5 separate regions of the Sus scrofa genome follow, and all the other regions are linked to region 5. A link is a contact called in public HiChIP or PLAC-seq data. All regions are on one chromosome and are shown on one strand. Each heading gives the region's core, a stretch centred on a gene start, on an enhancer-like site or on the middle of the called end of the contact. The rest is flanking DNA. Distances are from core to core; before and after follow the strand shown.

The links. HiChIP or PLAC-seq counts read pairs in DNA pulled down with a chosen protein or histone mark.
Region 1: an H3K27ac HiChIP or PLAC-seq map of alveolar macrophages shows a contact between it and region 5. The contact joins two enhancer-like sites. A contact is called at or near these places in 4 of 5 promoter capture datasets (fetal liver, fetal skeletal muscle, liver and 1 more), 3 of 47 Hi-C or Micro-C datasets (embryonic fibroblasts, liver and skeletal muscle) and 2 of 2 datasets of contacts at active chromatin or transcription factors (alveolar macrophages and skeletal muscle).
Region 2: a contact with region 5 is called in an H3K27ac HiChIP or PLAC-seq map of alveolar macrophages. The contact joins two enhancer-like sites. A contact is called at or near these places in 4 of 47 Hi-C or Micro-C datasets (epiblast stem cells, heart right ventricle, retroperitoneal adipose tissue and 1 more) and 2 of 2 datasets of contacts at active chromatin or transcription factors (alveolar macrophages and skeletal muscle).
Region 3: an H3K27ac HiChIP or PLAC-seq map of alveolar macrophages shows a contact between it and region 5. The contact joins two enhancer-like sites. A contact is called at or near these places in 4 of 47 Hi-C or Micro-C datasets (brain, embryonic fibroblasts, epiblast stem cells and 1 more) and 2 of 2 datasets of contacts at active chromatin or transcription factors (alveolar macrophages and skeletal muscle).
Region 4: an H3K27ac HiChIP or PLAC-seq map of alveolar macrophages shows a contact between it and region 5. The contact joins two enhancer-like sites. A contact is called at or near these places in 4 of 47 Hi-C or Micro-C datasets (liver, mesenteric adipose tissue and skeletal muscle) and 2 of 2 datasets of contacts at active chromatin or transcription factors (alveolar macrophages and skeletal muscle).

Annotation. Positions count from the first base shown.
Region 1 is chr17:54,656,694-54,659,393 of Sscrofa11.1, reverse strand. LOC106506721 (a long non-coding RNA gene) reads left to right here. Exons shown (of 4, transcript XR_001302218.2): 3 at 194-291; 4 at 2,124-2,700. Among named protein-coding and RNA genes, the nearest start is that of ZNF217, 26 kb to the right of the region's middle. Within about 2 kb of position 1,278, at least 38 of the 83 cell types and tissues checked have an H3K27ac peak or open chromatin away from gene starts, as enhancers often do. A contact at or near this core is called in alveolar macrophages, fetal liver and liver, where this site is marked.
Region 2 is chr17:54,733,735-54,736,434 of Sscrofa11.1, reverse strand. It overlaps the pseudogene LOC110257394. Among named protein-coding and RNA genes, the nearest start is that of ZNF217, 100 kb to the right of the region's middle. Within about 2 kb of position 1,449, at least 20 of the 83 cell types and tissues checked have an H3K27ac peak or open chromatin away from gene starts, as enhancers often do. A contact at or near this core is called in alveolar macrophages, retroperitoneal adipose tissue and subcutaneous adipose tissue, where this site is marked.
Region 3 is chr17:54,752,297-54,754,996 of Sscrofa11.1, reverse strand. LOC100513893 (a long non-coding RNA gene) reads left to right here. Exons shown (of 2, transcript XR_002339964.1): 2 at 758-1,216. Among named protein-coding and RNA genes, the nearest start is that of ZNF217, 120 kb to the right of the region's middle. Within about 2 kb of position 1,411, at least 35 of the 83 cell types and tissues checked have an H3K27ac peak or open chromatin away from gene starts, as enhancers often do. A contact at or near this core is called in alveolar macrophages, brain, epiblast stem cells and 2 more, where this site is marked.
Region 4 is chr17:54,694,152-54,696,851 of Sscrofa11.1, reverse strand. No RefSeq gene overlaps it. Among named protein-coding and RNA genes, the nearest start is that of ZNF217, 64 kb to the right of the region's middle. Within about 2 kb of position 1,356, at least 50 of the 83 cell types and tissues checked have an H3K27ac peak or open chromatin away from gene starts, as enhancers often do. A contact at or near this core is called in alveolar macrophages, liver, mesenteric adipose tissue and 1 more, where this site is marked.
Region 5 is chr17:54,894,642-54,897,341 of Sscrofa11.1, reverse strand. No RefSeq gene overlaps it. Among named protein-coding and RNA genes, the nearest start is that of BCAS1, 130 kb to the left of the region's middle. Within about 2 kb of position 1,256, at least 59 of the 83 cell types and tissues checked have an H3K27ac peak or open chromatin away from gene starts, as enhancers often do. A contact at or near this core is called in alveolar macrophages, brain, epiblast stem cells and 6 more, where this site is marked.

The sequences.
Region 1 (2,700 bases), core at 29-2,528, 240 kb after region 5:
TTTTCCCTCGGTAACCAAAAAAAAAAAATCATTGTAAACAAATGTGAAAAATAAATACACATACACAGAGAAAAATAAAAAGTACTGATGATTATTCGTAACATTTTAGTAGACAAGAAAGGGGTTTGTTTTGTTTTGTTTAAGAAAAATCCTTCACGCAGTGCAGAATCTGGGATTTTTTTTTTTTTTTTAGGTGTCGGGATAAACTAAGACAAAAATACATTCAAGGAGAAAACAGAGGAAGTCATTCTACTTGAATGGCAGAATCGAAACTGCTTCCTCCTCAAACAGGTACATCCTCTGTGGTGAAAAAGGACCAGGATCTTCAAGGGAAGGGGTAGAAACAAGACTCGTGTATTCCTTGGGAGTTCCAGGGCTTGGAAAGCCCGGGCTTGCCGTAAAAGCAACAGGCATAGGAGCTTACAGAGTCTGGATGTACAGAAGGGGACATCAAGACTCAGGTTACAAGGCACCAGGCATCCCAGGGACAGGCCAGCACTCTCAGCCAGAAGTCCTGGATTTAACTTTGAGCTCTGTAATGGACTAACGTTGTGACCTTGGAAAGGTCAAGGTCTCTCTGAGCCAGCGTTTCCTAATCTTTGAAATGGGACAACACACTTCCCCTTTCTACCTTGCAGAGTCATATGAAGATAATCTATCTGTGAAATCCTTTTAGTGGCACAATGCAGACATTCTGTTAAAGAGGCACCATTCCAAGCTCTTCTGTATTGTTTGGATGAAAACATGATTTCCTTGTCTACATTATTTATCTACATGGACTTACTGGTGTTTGCAAAGATGAAATAAGCTGCTTCCACGGAGCCTGTTCAGAAACTTGGGTTGGTTCAATTCTTTGCAGATGTATCTCAAGTCATGTTTTTAAAAATTCGTCCCTAGAAATACTCTTCCTCAGCTGTCCCGAGGTTAAAACCACCTCCCTCACTGTTTATTCCCGACTCCTCGAACATGGGCTGACTGTTTTTGGACAGGGTTTAATGGCCTAAGCTTAAGCCCTCTTGATAAATGGATCGAGAGGTCCGTGTTTCCTCGCCAAACACATTTTCATCTGGACTCCATCTCTGCCCAAATTCTGTAGGGCTCTGGCCATAAATATGTAACGCCTCTTAGGAACATGGACCTGCCTATCTGTGGGCCCACGCCCCTCTGCTGTTCCATATGAAACTTGGAGGCAGGCCAGGGTATGGCCAAGTAACTACCGTGTCTAGTTCATCACAGGCCCTCCAGAGCAGGGGCCACAGAGGCCCCTCCTCTCTGGACCAGGGTGCTTGGGTGGGACTGTGATCCCCTGGGGCAGCGGGAGCCTTTGTGAAATTGCCGCAGTATGGACAAATTTGGTGCCGGCTTCCTGGATTTAGGCCACGGTTACTGGTTGGCTTTTCTGAGCCTGTTTTTGGCACAGGTAGGAAAGGAGGAGAAAAAAAAAAATGGTGTAAGCGTGTTTCGAAATCTTAGATCATTTCATGAATGACTCAGTGTTTCCTTTTGGAAAAGTGCAATAATTGGCTTTCATGAATAACTTAGCTTTGGGAAAAAAAAAAAGGTTCTAAATATTGAGGAGTCTTTTGTGCTATCTGAACACAGCCATCCTTCCATCTTCGTTTTTATAGCTTCCAGAGGAATTTCATTCACTTGATAACGTGAACTTGTTGAAAAACAAACTGTCACATACTTCCTCCTTCAGGCTTCCTGTTCTTTCTGAGAAAAGAATTGAGGTTGCCTTTTCTTTCTCTCTTTCTTTCCTTTTTTTTTTTTTTTTTTTCCATTTAAAAATGTAAAATAGAATGTATCAAATGAACTTGTGCAGTAAAGCTGACAGTGTTATGTGTCAATTACATCCCAATCGAGCTGGAGAAAATATTCAGAAGACAAAGCTATTACCCTTTATACGATGAGCTCTATTCAGACCAGAAGAGAAGAGCAAGTTCTTTCTCTCTTGACACCATTAAAATGTCATACAGTGTATATTTCTTTAGGGTACGAAGTAAATAACGAGGTATGTTTTCAAATATTATCCTTAATTCATTTAGGCCCAGTTCCGTTTTAGAATTAAACAAACAAACCAAAACCAGCAGCCTCTCTCTCTTCTGTCTCTCTCTGCACAGAGAAAATCCTGAAGTTTGAAGGCAGAAGATACCCATTCCTCCGGCATTAGCACTGTTACATCCAGCTTCAGAATATAAACCCAGACGAGGTCTCAAATGACTCATTACTGGAATAAATGTTTCTCATGTTAAAGGTATGCAAATAGAGCTTAATCGGTGAAGGAAGACTCTGCAATTCAATAAATAAGGTGGAGAATGTTACTGTGGTTACTGGGGACTCTATTTGCATACAGGCTTATCTTGTTTTTAAAGCAGTAAGGAAAAGAAAGGAGGGAGAGGAAAATCCCAACTTTCACCACATGTTCTCAAAATACAGTCTTATAATAAGGCAACCCCAGTTCAGGCCCTGTTCACAAGCCAAAAAAAAAATGCTTAGTGCGGAAGAATCCAAAACACATTAGAATCATTTTCTAGACTATAGAAAGCAAACGAGGCACTAGCCTCAGGTCATCTTACTGAGAAAATTACACAATCAGACTTTTTGTCACTCACGTCTGGTGGGTTAGACCAGGACAGATTGGGTGACTCCTCTGGTTTCAGGAGTCTGCCCTGCTCAGGCTGTGGGCTAATGGCTACG
Region 2 (2,700 bases), core at 200-2,699, 160 kb after region 5:
ACTTCTCACCTGCCCCTTTCAGTCCAGAGTAGGCAGAGGAGCAGGGTCTCCAAGTCAAGCCAGGTGCCTGGGGACCTGCTCCATGGAGGGAGGCGGCGGGAGGGGAAGGCAGCTCTGGAGTCGCTGTGAGCTGGTGGCATTCCAAACGCGTCACCCACCCCGGGTCCAAATTCCCCATCATTCCCGTGTGAGCCCTGGGAGGCACCTGCACAGCCCGCAGGGAAGAGCACAGTGGTCCTGCTGGGGAGCCCTGGCTCCCCCACACCCCTGGGCCGTGGGGGGACTCCACCTCCTTGTTCTTTTGACTTGCATTGGGGTGGAGGGTTAATGAGGCCCCAGGGCAGTGCCCCCTGTGACGCTTACTCTTTCCCCCGTGCCTACAGCACAGTGGGTAAATGGCTGGGGAATGGGCAAATGACATGAGCAAATCACAGCTGAACCTGATAGGCTTGAGTGGGTTAACAAGCAGGGGCCTCAGGAAGGCAGGGAGAGGTGAGCATCTTGGTTTAGGGGAGAGACAGTGCAGGAGTCCTGGCCTGGGCTTTAGTTCCTCTAAGGAACGTTTGCGGCCATCCAGGCCCATGGCCAGGCAGTTTCTCATCCTCAGCCCTGTTGGCACTGGGGGCTGGACCATTCTCTGTGGAGGGGGACCGTCCTGTGCACTGGAGGATGCTCAGCAGCATCCCTGGCCTCTACCCACTGGATGCCAGAAGTGTTGGAACAACCAAAATGTCTCCAGATGTCACCAAGGGTCCCTGGGGACAAAATCCCCTGCTGAGAACCAGGTAAGCTGCCCCTCTCATTCTCCCATCTCTGAGATGCTGGAGGTCTTGGCTTCCAGTGTTTCTGAGAGGATCTGGGACTTCTTGCAGCCTCCATGCTGAGACTGTCAGAGCAAAGGTGGGAACCCAGCCACCTGGCTTGACCTGGAGACCCACGCCTTCTGGGGGAGAAGTGGTTGTTAATCCAGCTGCTTTATTCTAGAAATGAGGACCCCAAAGCCCAGAAGCGTTCAGGGACTAGTCCAAGATACGATAGCAAGTTGGGGAATGGGTAGATGGTTTGTTTCTAATCTGCATAAACTAGTAGGAATGCTGACAAATAATACACTTGGAGTTGGCACTGGGCATTCGTTTTGTCCCCTTTGACCTCAGTCAGAATGAGTGGCTGAGTGACGTGCCCTGGGGTCACTTCCCAGTTCCAGCCTGCTCCCTGGGGCTCTCTGCTTAGCTCAGTGCCAGCAGGGTTGTCCCTCGGCTGGCCGCTGCCCATCTGGACATAAGGAACCGGAAGGTCTTTGTGAAACCTCAGGAACAGGAAAGAAAGAGAGAAAGAGGGAAGAAAAAGTTCTCCAGATGAGCACGTGGGGCATGAAGCAGGCAGCAGCTGAGCCTCCAGACTCCATGATCTAGAGCAAGGGATGAGGTCACTTTGTTTTGAAATAAGACTGAGGCGTGTCCTGTGCTGTCCTTGCCGAAGCCTCACTCGCCTTAAAGGTGAGTCAGAGCTGGCTCTGGACCTTGGGGATCAAGGTCATGTGTCAGACCAAATCCTGGGAGGGGCAGGAGAGAGTCAGTGATTCTCCACCTGGACATTTGAGATGCCCAAGGACTCAAGAGCTTGGCTCACACTTCTGGCTGCAGATGTGATGGCACAGGGGTTTTTATCCAGTCGATCTGGGGCAAAGTTGGCGGCTTTTCCTACCTGCCCTACAGACGTGCTGCTTAAACTAGGTCGTGCCCCTGGCGGTGGTCCAAGTGGAGTAGGTGGTAGACAGGCAGAGGGAAGGCTGCCAGGGGTCATTTGAACACTCAGCACGTTGAGCACCGACTATATGCCGGGCATGCTCTTAAGAGCTGGCATAGAGCCAAGGCCAATCCCTACAGTCCTGGAATTCGTATGTACTGCCTGGAGGCAGGTAATAAACAGATCTCCATCTAAGGTATAAGGTGATGATAATTCACGAGAAAAATACAGCTGAGTGGATGGCTATAGGGAAAGAGCTGGGGCCTCTCTTAGATGGAGGGTATGGGGAAGGACTGTTGGAGGAAGGAGGTTTGGAGCTGTTCTAGAACATGTGCCATCAGTGTTCAGGGTGAAAATGGAGCCCAGGACTGGGAGACACACTTGAAAGGGGCAGTGGATGCTTCTACACCAGTGCTTAGGGCAGTGCTCTTCGTAAGAGCCGAAAGGTAGAAGCAACCCACGCCCAGCCACGGTTGGACAGATGAGTAAAAGGTGGGCTACTAGCCTTAAAGAGGAATGACATTCGGGAGTGCCCCTGGCGACACCGGGGGTTAAGGCTCTGGTGCTGTCACGGCTGTGGCTTGGGTTCCATCCCTGGCTCCGGAAGCTTTCACATGCTCTGGGCATGGCCATAAATAAATAAATAATAAATGCTCTTTTTGTTAATGACTGAAATTCAGACACATGCAACAGCATGGATGAACTTCGAAGACGGGAGAAATAAGCCAGATACAAAAGGACAAATAATGTGTGATGCCACTTACAGGAGAGACCAAAAGCAGTCGAATTCATAGAGACAGAAAGTAGAATGGCAGTTGCAGGAGCTGAGGATGGCAGGGGTGGGGGGGTGGAGAACGAGAAGGTGCTGGTGAATGGGTACAGCGTTTCCGTTTGGGGTGCTGAAAAGCTTTGGAGATGGCTGATGATTGTGGCTGTACAGCAGCGTGAATGCAC
Region 3 (2,700 bases), core at 162-2,661, 140 kb after region 5:
GACCCGTGTATAAATTATTCCATGTGAGCATTCTCTAAATGCTACCTCCTCTTCTCGTATGATGGAAATAGCAGTCAGCCAAACATTTAGGAGGTGTCACACTCGACTGCAGGTAGCCTCCGGAAAAGGTTTCCCTTGTCCAGCGAGTTTAGCTTGGTCCGAACTTAGCTTTTGGCTAAAAATGCCTTTTCTCTCTTTCCTAAGCAATTCCATTTAAGGTAGGTCCAGGAAGAAAAAAAAAAAAAGAGAGAGAGAGAGAAGTGCAGAGGTAGACAGGTGACCCAGATAGATGGGTCTCCTGGGGAAGAGCCATAACTCTGCCCCCCCCAACATTTCCTGCCCCCCCACCCCCACCCCCCAAGTGCTCCTCCTGCCCCAGTCTCAACTCCTTTTTGGAGGAAAGCTCAAGCATTCTGCCCAGAGGCTCAAGCTGGCCTGGAGTGAGCCCTTGAAAGCATATCCTGAAGCCCGTTCCTTTGAATCCAGTGCTGCTTACGTGCGCACCGAGGCAAAACCAACCTTTACATATTCCATGAACCAGCACCACAGAGGAAACAGATCCTCTGGGATTTTATTTTCCTTTTTTCTTGGAGACATTTTTCTTACGTGTGGGCTTCCCACTTAAGTTTTTAGGATTTCTGGCGTGGGGTATTGGCTTTGTCTCTCATTTCTTTGCCCAGATTGTCAGGTGCCCGCGTATTATTTACACCTCCCATTCACTCTGGGCTCTAATCCTCCCTTTCTTATTTCTTCCTAGACCTGGCCTCCTTTTTCCTAACCAGCAGGCGAGCTCCCCAAGCCTCAAGATAAACAGCAAACAAGATTGTGAATTTCAATGACAAATGCAGCAGGCGACATATTTTCCAGCCCCACATGATTTTTAACTTGGGGATGGTTGGTAACTTCTTCGGTTTTCCTGCTCTGAACATCGATAGGCCCAGTTCCTCTTTCGATTTGGCCTCTTTGCGTCTCTTCCTGAATTAAATTTTTCAAGTCGCCGGCTTGTCACAGGACATGTGGCTCTGCCCAGCTCTGTAACGCACATTTCCTTTTTCCCAGGCGTCACAGAAATTTGCAGTACACACTGCAAAGACAAAGAACAAAAAGACCTCACGAGCTGAGCAAAAAGATTCAGTCATATCCATGATTTCACCAGGTTTCCAACTGGATAATGAAATCAGACTCCTCCCCTCCCCCGCGGGAGGAGGGGGTCCCACGCCACCCACTTACTGAACGTAAAATCTCACCCACGTCTTCCCAAGGACACACTTTGTTCTAAATCCCCAATGCTGGCACAGCCCTTTTGCGAAGGAGAGAAGGAAGCTGCCCCTAAGTTGTAAGAGTGAGCTGCAATCTTTCTCTGAGCCCAAGATAAAAGGAGCAAACAGGAGGGAATTAGTCAGTATGAAGCATGCATTTCTAACAGCAGACGTAGGATGCTGTGCAAAGAGCTTGGCGTGACTGACTCCCGGGTTGGTGGGGGGACAGGATTTTTCTCTTTTCCATGAGCCTTTCACTCTCAAGCAGGAGGAATGATTAAAAACTTGTTCAGAATAGCTCTTTAATGGGTTAATAGTACTGTTTTAAGTCTTATTTTTTTTTTAAGCTAGTTGAATCAGTTCTCCAGATGAAAGCAATGTAGGGATAGGTGTGGAGTAAAGGAACTGCTTTTAGGAAGAGGTGAGGGGTTTGAGCAAAGAATCACAGGGTGTACCCCAGACTAGAGTATCCCATCTACCCAAAGCCTAGCAAAAAGGACAAGTGAAATGCCTAAGGAACATCCTTCAAAGAGATACTCTGTCACCATTTAAAATGTCAGGTTTTTTTTCTAACATGACCTGCTCTCTAAGAGATCTAAGTGAAAAATGGAAAGTGAAGCATGCTTGGTAAAAACAGAAAAGTGTGAGTGTTTGATATACACATATGCTGATCCATGCGGGGCCTGTTCCGGATGCACTGAACCCCAGCAGTCATCTTCTCTGGGGAGGGGGAGTCCCCCTTCTCCACAAGCCCTTTGATTTGAATTCTCTGCCTCCCCCCACCCCAGGAGGACGAAATTACCTCATTGTGCTCAAAAACTTATAGCTATTTTTCTTAATGTGTGCAGACATAGAAAATTGATGATACATATTTTAAGTAAAAAAAAAAGTTGGGAGTTCCTGGCGTGGCTCAGCGAAAGCGAATCAGACTAATATCCATGAGGATGCCGGCTCGAGCCCTGGTCTCGCTCAGTGGGCTAAGGGTCTGGTGTTGCCGTGAGCTGTGGTGTAGGTCGAAGACGCGGCTTGGATACCACGTTGCTGTGATGTAGGCCGGCAGCTACAGCTTTGATTCGACCCTAGCCTGGGAACTTCCATATACTGCGGATGCGGCCCTAAAAAGACAAAATAATTTGTACAGTAGTGTCTATAAATATGATTACACTGATATATATATATATATATATATATAGTCTTTTTAGGGCCAAACTGGCGACACAAGGAAGGTCCCAGGCTAAGGGTCAAATTGGAGCTACAGCTGCCAGCCTTCACCACAGCCACAGCAACTCTGGATCTGAGCCACAGCTCACGGCAATGCCGGATCCTTAATCCACTAGAGCCAGGCCAGGGCTCGAGCCTGCATCCTCATGAATGCTAGTCGGGTTCGTTACCACTGAGCCATAACGGGAACTCCACACTGGCACATTTAAAATAAAGACTG
Region 4 (2,700 bases), core at 107-2,606, 200 kb after region 5:
TGCCGTTCAGATCTGATCCCTGGCCCCGGGAACTCCATGTGCTGCGGGGCAGCCAACAATAAAAAGCTCCTCGGTGGCTCAGTGGGTTAAGGATCTGGCATTAGCGTTGTCGCTGTAGCAGCTCAGGTTGCTGCTGTGGCGTGGGTTCAGTCCCTGGCCTGGGAACTTCCACGTGCTGCAGTTGTGGCCAAAAAAAAAAAAGTCTCTTCATGCCTATTGAAATCTTTTCCCTTTTCAAAATCTTTTGAATAAAATGCTTCTTTACTGTGAATTCCATTCTACTGATTTGTTTTAAGAAAATACCTCTCCTAAAGAAAGAAAAAGCCATCTTTGATCTGACTTAACAAAAAGATCTAATCAAACAATAAAATCTGTGAGAAAAAGGAGAAAAAAGCAGCAAGCTTCTTTGAGCCACATCAAATATATGAAAGAGAAAATACTTCATTTAAATGCTGAAAAAAAAAAAAACAGCTTGAAATGCAATAACCTCTGCAGAGTAACTGAAACCACATGTTGATCTGACAAGAGTTTCTAAGACACAATTAAAGGTCATTTCGTGTACAAACATCTCATTCCTCATTGAGAGGCTTGAATTGTTGTCACCATTTTTGGCCACTGTGGGGCAGGTGCTGCAGCCTGGCGTCATCCACAGTGATGCTCCAGATGGGATTAAGGTAACGCTGCACACACCGGAAGCTTGAAATCGAACCCCCCAGGAAATATACTACCTTGGATTCCCGCTATTCCGCCTTGACGTCCCAGGCAACGAGGACTAAATACCTTATAGAAGCCTTGCTAATTCAAAGCCTGTAGCCCTCCCATGGACGTGGTTGTACTCAAGTCTAAAAATAGGCTTCCTTTCTGCATTGCCTGCCTCCACCTGCATGGGGCCCTCGGGGTCCAAAGAAAGCCGTTTTGTGTGCCTCACCTGGGAGCAAAGGTGTGCCAGCCACAGACTGGCATTTGGAAATGTCTTCCCGCAGCTGGGAAGTTTCCGTCTGAGAGTCTGCACCGGGGGGGGGGGGGGGGGTCTTTGGAAAGCGACTTTTTAAACTGCTCTCGGCCCCGGGGGCTGCCCCCTTTCACCCCCTCCCTTTAAGAAAGGATGTGCTGGGGAAGGACTTCAAAGTCCTCCTTTCAAAAGGGAAATCGCATCTAGAAAGCTTTTCTCAGAAGGAGAAAGAGACAAATTATTTGATTTGAAAGAGAAGTAAATCTTAGGAACAAAATGAGGGAGGATCAAAGAATTGGTTCGCCGTGAACTGAAGAAGTGACCCTTTCCGGGGGGACGTGCCTTTACCCTTTCTGATCCAGGCAAAGTGTGTTGGAGGCAGGACGTTTACGCGAGAATCAAAATAAAGAAGTGAGTCTGCGTTCCAGAAAATCACGTGACCTCTCCCTTTCTTTTTCTCTCCCCCCCCCCCACTCCTCCCTCTTTCTTTGCACCTCCTTCCCTCCCTCCCTCTCTCTCTCACCAACTTTAAAAGATGTGCTGGTTTTCCACACTTTGGGGAAATCCATGGGGAGGGAGAGACAAAAAATGAGAACCAGGCGACCTAAGAAAGCAGCCCGAGTCCCCCCCCCCCACACACACACACACCGCCCCACCCCTTTCTTCCTGCCCCGCATCTGCCCCCCTTTCCCCTGCCCAGCTCACCCCTCTCCCTGCTTCTTGCTCTTTGGACCTGGCAGGTGAGCCCAGCAGGCAGTAGATAAGTTGGGGAAACTTGGGGTGTTTTTTTTGTATTTTTAATTTTTCGAGTAAAATCTGAATACAGTCTGGTTGAAAAGTGGAAAAACTCGAAGCAAAACAAAATTAAAAAAAAAAAAAAAAAACACATTTTTCTTAGGGGTGAAATCATGTGTGAGGTGCCTCTTCCAGTTCTAGCTTCCTGGTCTCCATCCCCCCTCAGCAAGGGCTCTTCTCAATGAACTGTGTCCCTCCCAGACCACAGAGGTATGGATATATCTGTAAATCGAAATAGAAGGAAGGACTCCGTGAACTCAAAAGCAGACAATTGTGACCAAAAAAAAAAAAAAAAAAACCAACAATTTGCAGAGTCCCATAAAATTAAGACAGATCATTGTTCACAGGTATGAGTAAGAAAAACAAGAGGGAACACACATACAAACATTAAGAATAAAAACACGGAGTTTCCTGGTGGCCCAGCAGTTCAGGATTCAGTGTTGTCTCCGCCATGGTGGGTTCGATCCCTGGCCCTGGAACTTCTGTATGTTGCGGGTGCTGCCAAAAAATGTAAGAAAAAAAATAATTTTTAAAATTAAAACAGATATAATTCCAGGTAGAGAACAGACGTTTTCAATTTTTTGGTACTATTATCATTTGGCTTGAAAACTCTACTTTTGTCTAGGGAAAAAAAATGAATTGCCAAAATTAGCCTAATCAGGTGTTCTATTTACACCTGGAAGTATTCCTTTTCCTCACCTGTTGGGTCAATGCAATATTTGTTAAATATGTTGTAGAAACTGTGGCGGAGCTCGCTTTCTTTTATCACGGAATTATTCTATTCTCAGGAAACAGGATGGGTTCAAGTGTGTAAAATTTTTTTTTCTTTGCCTTTTAGGGCTGCACCCTTGGCATGTGGAGGTTCCCAGGCTAGGGGTCTAATCGGATCTACACATGCCTGCGGTGTACACCACAGACACAGCAATGCCAGATGCGAGCCGCATCTTTGACCT
Region 5 (2,700 bases), core at 7-2,506:
CCACTAGACATATGCAACTATTTAAATTTAAATTAATCCAAATTAAATGAAGCTACAAATTCATCTTCTGAGTTGCACTGGCCACCTCTCAAATGCTCAATAGCTACCTGGGGCTGGTGTTACCAGCTTGGACAGCACAGATCTAGAACATATTAGTCACTGGAGAAAGTTCTTTTTGAACAGGTCTGTGCTAAGTCAGACTTGCCTGGGACATGCTAGGATTACACCTACTGACCTGGTATAATCATTAACAGCAGCTTCTTTTACTCTCAAGGTGTCCTGGTTGAGAAATGATCATTTAAAGACTGGGGAGTTGCCGTTGTGGCTCAGTGGGTTAAGAACCTGACATAGTGTCTGTGAGGATGAGGGTTGAAACCCTGGCCTCATCAGTGGGTTAAGGATTCCATGTTGCCCCAGGGGGTCGCAAATGCAGCTTGGATCTGGCTTGGCTGTGTCTGTGGTGCAGACCGGTAGCTGCAGTTCTGATTCGACCACTAGTGGGGGAACTTCCATATACCAGGTGCGGACGTAAAAACAACAATAATTTAAGACTGGAAATGAACCTGGCCACCATGTCCTCGCAGCACCCCCCTCTCTCCTGGCCCCCAGCTAGTCTTTGCCAGGATTTCCCTGAAATCCTAAACCCTTTGCTTTGATGAGAAAGGGCAGTGTCAGCAAGCCCCCTGCCTTTTTTCCTCATTCTCTCCCACCGGTCAAATTCAACAGGAGAGAAAAAAACTTATTACTAGAAGAGAAAAAAAAAAAAAATCCCAGTGAAGAAATTGTCAGTTCTCCCAAAGTGAATGATTAACTTGTAAGCAGTTTCAGTTTTGTTTTTTAGTTCCCCTTGTCTGAAAGAGCTCGGTTTGGCCCCATTTGCCCTGAGTGATGCCAGCGGGGCGCACAGGAAGGGGCGGCAGGCCCCGCCCACCACGGCCCCAGGCTCCGCCTCTATTCCAGGGACCTCCTGGCACCCGCTGCCCGACCAGCAGCTGCCTTTGCTCCTGGCTTTGGCCCCTACTTAGCTCGCCCAGCAGAGGGCACCTGAGTTTAATATTCTTGGCAAAGAATATTTACACAATCATTAGGGATTTTTTTTTTCTTCCAGTGTTACTTTTTTGGTGAGCAGCAATCCAAGGTGCCAGATAATATAGGTCACTTTAAGGACATGTCATCAAAACGTGGAGATTAGAGCCGTTCAGGCCAGCAGGCGGCTCCTTAGGGAACTGCACACTTGCTCCCCCCGCGGGCTCGGCACCCAGGCAGCCGCCAGTGTAAACACCGCAGACACCATTTTGCAGAACTAAGGAAGGAGGGCTATACCGCGTTCCATGCAACCCGAGCCGCTCCAAGAGCCGGGTCTGGGGCGGGGAGGGGGGGCTAGAGGGCCGCCCCCAGGAGCCCTCGCCCCACGCCAGCCTCTCTCTTGGTGGAGGTCTTGAAACAGCCGCGCATCTCACACCCCTGCCAGGGGACACATGGCGGGGCTGGAAGCAGAGGCGGCTCGGATACAACTTGCGTGGCTGCCTCTCTCTACACCAGCGGTCGACGTTCAACATCTTTCTGTCCATCTGTCTACCATCTAGCATCTCCTTCAATCTCTTTCTTTTTCTCAATTACCCGCCCCCCCCCCGTTTCCCTCTCCCCCCCACTCCCTCCTGCCCAATCTCTCCGTTTCATTCTCTCCCTCCTTCCCCCTCCTTCTCTCTCCCTCCTCCCCCCTCCTTCTCTCTCCCTCCTCCCCCCTCCTTCTCTCTCCCTCCTCCCCCCTCCTTCTCTCTCCCTCCTCTCCCCTCCTTCTCTCTCCCTCCTCCCCCCTCCTTCTCTCTCCCTCCTCCCCCCTCCTTCTCTCTCCTCCTCCCCCCCTCCTTCTCTCTCCTCCTCCTTCTCTGGCACATTTTCCGCAGGATCTTCCCTTCCCCCTACGGAAGGGGGCTGAGGTCCGGCTGATGCGATGCCTGCTCCATGTTACTAATTCATTACTGAGCCTAGTTGGTGATTTGTTTTTCTGTATCTAAGGGCCGAGGTGCTGAGCCAAGTTTGGGTTTGGGTTATTTTGTTTGTTGTGTTTTGGTGCCTTGAACACATGCGTGAGGTGAAAAAGCTCCTTTCTAAAGGCGCGGGGCAGTGCGTGTGGGGGGGGGGAGTTCACTGCTCTTTTTAAGATTTCCAGAAATTTTGCCGAAGGGGCTTCTCAGTGGCAACCTCCCAGCACTGCTCCTTTGCACCTTTTGGGAAGAAAACAGACACACGCCTGGTTTTCTGGGCTCCAGGGACAGGTCGCCGGCATCCTCGGGTTCCTTTTCTGTAGCAGTCACTTCTTCCATGGGAATAAGGAGAACGATGCAGGTAAAGGGCTTAGGGAAGGCACACGGTATGAATTCAGTGAACACCAGTGAGAACTAGTTCATTACTTCTTTGCCACTAGCTCCCTCCAGGAGGCTAGCGCTGGGCTCCTGAGCACAGATGCTTGGTGGCGGGAGCTTTGTATCACCTGAACCCTGGAATCCTGGGAGAGGTGTGGCCCCACTTCACCTGTGACTTCCTCTCTGTCACCTTGTAAGTCATGGCTTTGCAATCCAGTTTCTCTGACTGAAACAATGGCTCTTTCCTTACCAGCCCTCTGATACTGTTGATAAAACACACTCAGCACACCTTCCTGGAGCCCAGATGATGAGCTAAGGTCTAGAGAGAAATACC